2 separate regions of the Mus musculus genome follow, and region 1 is linked to region 2. A link is a contact called in public Hi-C data. All regions are on one chromosome and are shown on one strand. Each heading gives the region's core, a stretch centred on a gene start, on an enhancer-like site or on the middle of the called end of the contact. The rest is flanking DNA. Distances are from core to core; before and after follow the strand shown. Region 1 has its middle 39 kb from the start of Gm33318. Region 2 holds the start of Akr1d1 (aldo-keto reductase family 1, member D1).

Region 1 (3,085 bases), core at 140-2,639, 49 kb after region 2:
GCCAGGGACTGCAGCTAAGTCTTATGACTTGCACCTGACTTCCTCATACACCTGAAAATAAGCCACAACCATCGTAAGAGCTGCGCAGGTGCACCAGGATACTGGCGAATCCATTTTGGTGGAGACATGCCCCTGCTGCCCTGATTAGCTGAAGCTGTGTGCCTGGTGAGGTGACGTGGCCTGCCCTGAGTGGATGAGGGCTGAGAGTATATAAGAGTGAGAGGCCCGGGTCAGGGAGAGAGAGAAAGAGGAAGATGAGGAAAAAGATGAAGCGAGAGAGATGAAGACAGAAGTTTGCTGAATAAACTGCTGTTAGAAGGACTGGTGGTCGTGTCGTTCTTGCTGGTTGAGAGCGGACGAGACAAGAGAAGACTTCATGCACATGGGTTAAAGCCAACAGAAGTCCTTATTAACTAGTTAGCAGCTACACTGGGTCCTCAGGATATCAATGTAGCACTAGGCCTTTCTCAGGATGATCTTTCAAGTACAAAACACATGTTCTGGGTTGACATACTTCAGCTAAGAAGAACAGTTAGCCAGACAAAGAATTATAAAAACTAAAAAAAAAAAAAGTTAGTATATTTTGAGATGTTCCCAGAACTAGTTAGTATATTTTGAGACGTTCCCAGAACTATATGGACTTTGATAGATTAGGTCTTTGTTTTAGTTTTGGCAAGGGATGCTGTCTATGTGCTGAGTTTTACAGCCTGAATGGTAGTTCCATTATGAAGTCAGTTGTGCTAAGGTCTATGTGCCTACTGAGATCTGGGTCCCTTTTACACACTACGACAATGACACTTTAATACAGTTCCTCAAGTTGTGGTGACCTCACAACCATTGAGAACCACTATCATAAGAACTCAATATTTAATATATGGGAGATATACCTCAACAATAAGAAAATAAATAATCAAATTTATATTTATATGTGTGTATAAATGATGAAGTAATGAGATGAGAGCCTTAATTAAGCTGTGTGAACACAATGCTTAGGCTGAGCCCAGAACATTTCTTTCTGTTCTATCTATTCCTAGGCTTAGGCCTGGAAGCTCCTAGCCTCCATAGAATCTAATCTTCTCCAAGCCCAGACCTTGAAGGCTTTAGCTTCCAGCCTCCATCTGCTAACCTAGGCCTAGAATGTTTCAGCCTCTGAGACTAACTGCTGAATAAACTCATGACCGTTGCTAGCTCTTTCTGAACTCTGGCTGGCTGGTTCAACTCTGCTGTTCTGGTTCCAACTCCTTTCCAAGATGACTAATTCAAATTGGCTTCTCTCTGTTTCTAACTGAATTGCTCTATTTGGAAAAACTGCCTCTGAACCTCATGAACTGAACTGTGCTGATTGCAGTGACTGTGTGACCTGAATGGAACTGAACGGAACTGCACACACTCAACCGCATTTACCTGACCTTCACTGAACTCAACTGAACTCCACTTCCTGCACTGCTCTTAAGTAGCCTCTGTTTCCTGTCTGTTCTTGTAAGAGTTGGGCATATCTCATCTCTGACTCATTTTGTCAAATTTTCTCTGATTCTTCACTTTGTTTGCCCGGAAATTAAATGTCATTGTTTGGGATTAAATGTATGTATTAAATGTGTGTCTGTATTCTAGCCAGAGGGATTAAAGATATATATTCCAGCCAGGGGGATTGAAGGTGTATCATTCCATCTGGATCACATAGACCTATATGGTCTTTGGATGTGAGCCCTTGCCAGAGCAGCCATGTTACTTAAAATTCTTCTACATGTATGGATTAATGCTGTTGTTGTCCTTGGCCAGAGGAGTTCCTCTTTACAGTTATCATCAATTAATGTGGAGATTCATAATTGATCAAAGTGGTGAGAAAAAGTGACTGACCGTTGACCCCTCTCCATGAAGGTTCGGGGAACAGAACTGGAGGATTAATGTGAAGTGCAGTCTTTTGGGACATGACATTGTCATTGCACCATGAAACTACTGTGTCTATCCTTCTTACACAAGATCAACAGGCAACACAGATTCAGTGGGCTTCAACAACAGGAGACAACATGAAGAGGGGAAGAGTAACAGGTAGGAGGAAGGGAGCTGGGGTGTACATGATCAAGACACACTTCTCATGTTTGAAACTGCCAGGATCAATGAAACATACTATAGTTTTAAACATAAACAATTAAGAAATGGGGCAAAGGGTCGAGTAGTGGTGCACACCTTTAATCCCAGCACTGGAGGGGCAAAGGCAGGTGGATTTTTGTAAGTTGGAGTCCAACTTGGTCTACATAGTGAGTTCTAGGATAGTCAGGGCTATTATACAGAGAACTCCTGTCTGAAGCACCTCCTGACCCCCCCCCAAATGGACAAAGGCCCTGAATACACACAATGACCAGCTCAAAAATTTTGACATTATTAATTGTCAAGTAGATGTGAATTTAGTCCCAAATTAAATATCAGCTTACACCAGTTAGAATGGCTATTAGATCAGAGATGAGGGCATAGTTCAGTGATAAATGTTTGCCTGAGGTTCTCAGATTGATGCTGGCATTTCAATAACCAAGACATATACAAACAACAAAAGACAACATTTGTTGGAGATGATGTAAGTTTCCTTGTACTTTGGTACTGGGAATGAAAATTGATAGGATAGTTGTGCAAAACAGTAGAAGAATTGCCAAAAAAAAAAAAATAAGAAAAATAAGAAAACTTCTCTTTGCAACAGATGGGAGATCATTAAAAAAAAAAAAAACCCACAAGCAATCAAAATGCAGAGTTGTGGAGCTCAATCCTAGTGAATACATCTACAAAATAACTCCTGCATCTATAAAGGCCAGAGGGCCACGGAGTTTGCTGTGAAGTTGTGTCTCCTAGTAAAGTCAAAAGCTACACCCACAAAGCCTCACTAATCTAACTGCCTAAACACGAGCTGAACAAATACAACAACCATGGACGTGCTAAAGTGGACTAGAGAAAAACTAAGGTCACAGCCCCACGGGCATCTAAGGAATGCTGGTCTTCCCCAGGGAAGAGCACACGGGTTAGTTCTCTGATCCCAGATGATCGTCCCTGGAAATATACACACAAGTAATATTATTCAGACTGAGTAGGTTAGACT
Region 2 (3,185 bases), core at 395-2,894:
GAGTGTCAGTAGGACAGGAGACCATGTGTGAACATGTGGGAATTAGGATGTTGTGAGTGGGAAGAGGTATCCTTTGATTTGACCCTTCAAAGTTTACTATAGGGGGCTTCGAGATGGCTCAGTTGGTAAACTGCATGCCATAGTAACTTGAAGGCCTGAACTTGGATCCCCAGCACCCACATAAAAGCTACACATGAAGGGGTGAGTCTGTATCCACAGTGCTGGCTTGAGGAGCAGAGACAAGCATCCTTGGAGCTCATTGGTCGGCCACTGTAGCAGCTAGTGAGCTCTAGGATCAGTGTAAGACCCTATCTTTAAAAAATAGCCAGCCCAACTTGAGACCCATCTCATGGTCAAGCACCAATCCCTGCCACTATTAATGATGCTCTATTATGCTTGCAGACAGGAATCTAGCACGGCTGTCTTCTGAGAGGCTCCACCCAGCAGCTAGCTCAGACAGATGCAGACATCCACAGTCAAACAGTAGGTGAAGCTTGGGGACTCTATGGAAGAACAGGAGAATCTGGAGTTCTAGGTCTTGACTAGACTGGCTGGCCAATGAGGAAATGGAATCTGCCTGTCATTCCCTACATAGAGCTAGAGTCAGAGGCACAAGCCACCATGCCTGGCTTTTTATGTGAGTGCCGGGGGAGTGGGGGTGGGGGATGGGGGGTGGGGAAGCGGTATGTGAATTCAGATCCTCACCTTTGTAAAGCAAACACTTCACCCACTGTGCCTCTCCCCAGCCTTAGGTCATGATCTGCATGTACGGAGAGTGGCTAATGGGCTGGATAGACAAGTCAGCTAACCTATAAAGGCTAACCTATAAAGGCTTGGAGCGTAAGGTAAGGAATGAGGGATTTGTAGTTGATGAGGAGTGGAAGTATGCATGATCACACATGGGCAGCATAAAGACCCCAGTGCCGCTCCTCTGACACCCTCAACTGGAGTTTGCTTCCCAGTCAACACAAAGACACCCTTGTTGCTTCACGATGTTCACCACCTTGAGAGTCAGCATTACCACAGGATCAAAGCAACTCAGGGAAACAACCATGCAGAAACTCTTCTGTGTGGTGATGGTGGTTCCTCTCCTTTCACTGTTTTCAGATATTAGGCATAGTTCTAGAACCAAACTCCACCTTCTCTGCTTCCACAGGTAAGGATGCCTACATAGCAAGACACTCTCTTCATACTGGAAGCTTCTATAGACTCATGCTTACAGATGAGTCTAGCCTGTAGCCAACAGACCACATCTGGACAAAGGTGACTATGAATGCATCTCTCCACAAACTCACAGACTTAAAATGTTGTGACTTTATTTTTACTCTTTGAAGCCTGTACTCTGTGGATGGTCACATAAAAATGTGGCCAGATAGAATTTGACTTCTGATTTAAAATCGGTTTAGGCAACATACACCACCACCACCAAACACACACACACACACACACACACACACACACACACGAATATATACATACCGGTCTAGGATCTGAGTAGGTTCCAAGCCCAATGAGTGGAATGTTGTTCCCATCACTTAGGGATATTTGGTGGTGTGCAGCGCTGAGGTTCATCGTAGAGAAGAATCTGAAGCTTCTGGGGTGATTCTGAACAGGGCAGAGGCACATTATTTGAAAAGGTGCCTATTGCATAAAAGAACTGAGCACTAGGAGGAGGAGCAGGGTGGGGAAAGATGATAGACAAACAGATTTCTCAATCTCTCTGAAAACTCTAGGCAGTTGTCGTAGTCAGGGTTTCTATTCCTGCACAAACATCATGACCAAGAGGCAAGTTAGGGAAAAAAGAGTTTATTCAGCTTACACTTCCATTGTGCTGTTCATCACCAAAGGAGGTCAAGGCTGGAACTCAAGCAGGTCAGGAAGCAGGAGCTGATGCAGAGGCCATGGAGGGATGTTCTTTACTGCCTTGCTTCCCCTGGCTTGCTCAGCCTGCTCTCTTATAGAACCAAGACTACCAGCCCAGAGATGGTGCCACCCACAAGGGGCCTTTCCCCCTTGATCACTAATTGAGAAAATGTCCCACAGCTGGATCTCATGGAGGCATTTCCTTAACTGAAGCTCCTTTCTCTGTGATAACTCCAGCCTGTGTCAAGTTGACACACAAACCAGCCAGTACGGCAGTGTTTTTTGTTGTTGTTATTTGTTTACTTGTTTTTTGTTTGGAACATCCTCAGAGGCCTGAAACTAGTAAACCTGTTGAAGGGTTATGCTTAGTGTCCTGCAAAGGAAAACAGTTTGTTCAAGAAAAGCAATCTACCTGGTTTCTGTCCGGGGGGGGGGGGGGATTTGTTGGCAAATAAGAGATTTACCCTCAATTTCCTTAAACGATAAAGAAATTAGCCCATATTGGGAGTGAGGTGATGGGGCTGGATCTCTAATGGTAAGAATCATGAGGCCATAGCTCTCATGCCTTCGTTGAGCCTAAATAACTCCCCAAACACCATTTTCTAGTATAGTAGTCTATTTATCTATGAGAGATATGTTTCCAAGGTCCACAACAGATGTCTGAAACTGCACATAGAGCTTACAGTTTCCTACACATCCGTACGTCACACTTTATCTTTTCACTTAAAGCAATCATTGTACAGTTTCCCTTTGACAGTTGAATGACCAGAACCAATGATCTCTTACTTTGAAGTCATGATAAATAATATTTACTTGAGTTTGAACATTCTGGCATTACAAGTGGCCCACTGGTGGTGGTAGACACATTGGCAAGCAGAGGCCGGGGAATCTCTTAAAGCCAGTCTGGTTTATAGAGCGAGTTCCAGGACAGACAGGTCTACACAGAGAAACCAGAAACAAAAAAGAAAAAGAAATGAAAGTTAACATTGCATTAATTAATCAGATGCCTAGGGTGGCTACGAAGTAACTAAGGGACCTATGGAGTCAGCCCTTTCCTTTCTGTAACAAAATTTCAGAGATAAATCAACTCTTAAACAATGTGTTTACTATTTGTCTCACTGGTGTAGAGATCTTGAGCCCAGGTCGCTGACTCATTACTCTGGGCCTGTACTTTGGGCAGCATAGTTTATCACAGTGGGAGCATGAAACATACTCCTGCAAGATGGTCAAACTACAATACCAGACCTACTTGACTAGACTCTACCTCCGAAAAGTTCCAGGACAGAATCAACAGTCCCATCCTGAGAGAGAAACAGGCAAAT

Evidence for each region. Hi-C and Micro-C count contacts between places; a contact is called where the count stands out from the background.
Region 1: a contact with region 2 is called in a Hi-C map of liver, with 2.7 times the contacts expected there. The contact joins the enhancer-like site here to the promoter of Akr1d1 in region 2. A contact is called at or near these places in 6 of 39 promoter capture datasets (the 3T3-L1 cell line, embryonic stem cells, liver and 2 more), 1 of 15 datasets of contacts at CTCF or cohesin (the NIH/3T3 cell line), 7 of 484 Hi-C or Micro-C datasets (embryonic stem cells, liver and pancreatic cancer cells), 3 of 115 datasets of contacts at active chromatin or transcription factors (embryonic stem cells, kidney and liver) and 3 of 9 other capture datasets (adipose tissue, liver and pancreatic islet).

Annotation. Positions count from the first base shown.
Region 1 is chr6:37,479,650-37,482,734 of GRCm38.p6, reverse strand. No RefSeq gene overlaps it. Among named protein-coding and RNA genes, the nearest start is that of Gm33318, 39 kb to the right of the region's middle. Within about 2 kb of position 1,389, at least 26 of the 459 cell types and tissues checked have an H3K27ac peak or open chromatin away from gene starts, as enhancers often do. A contact at or near this core is called in liver, where this site is marked.
Region 2 is chr6:37,528,632-37,531,816 of GRCm38.p6, reverse strand. Akr1d1 (aldo-keto reductase family 1, member D1) reads right to left here and starts at 1,644. Exons shown (of 9, transcript NM_145364.2): 1 at 1,480-1,644. The coding sequence starts at 1,572. It overlaps Gm33429 (a long non-coding RNA gene), which reads left to right and starts at 414. Exons shown (of 4, transcript XR_868980.3): 1 at 414-637; 2 at 747-1,263.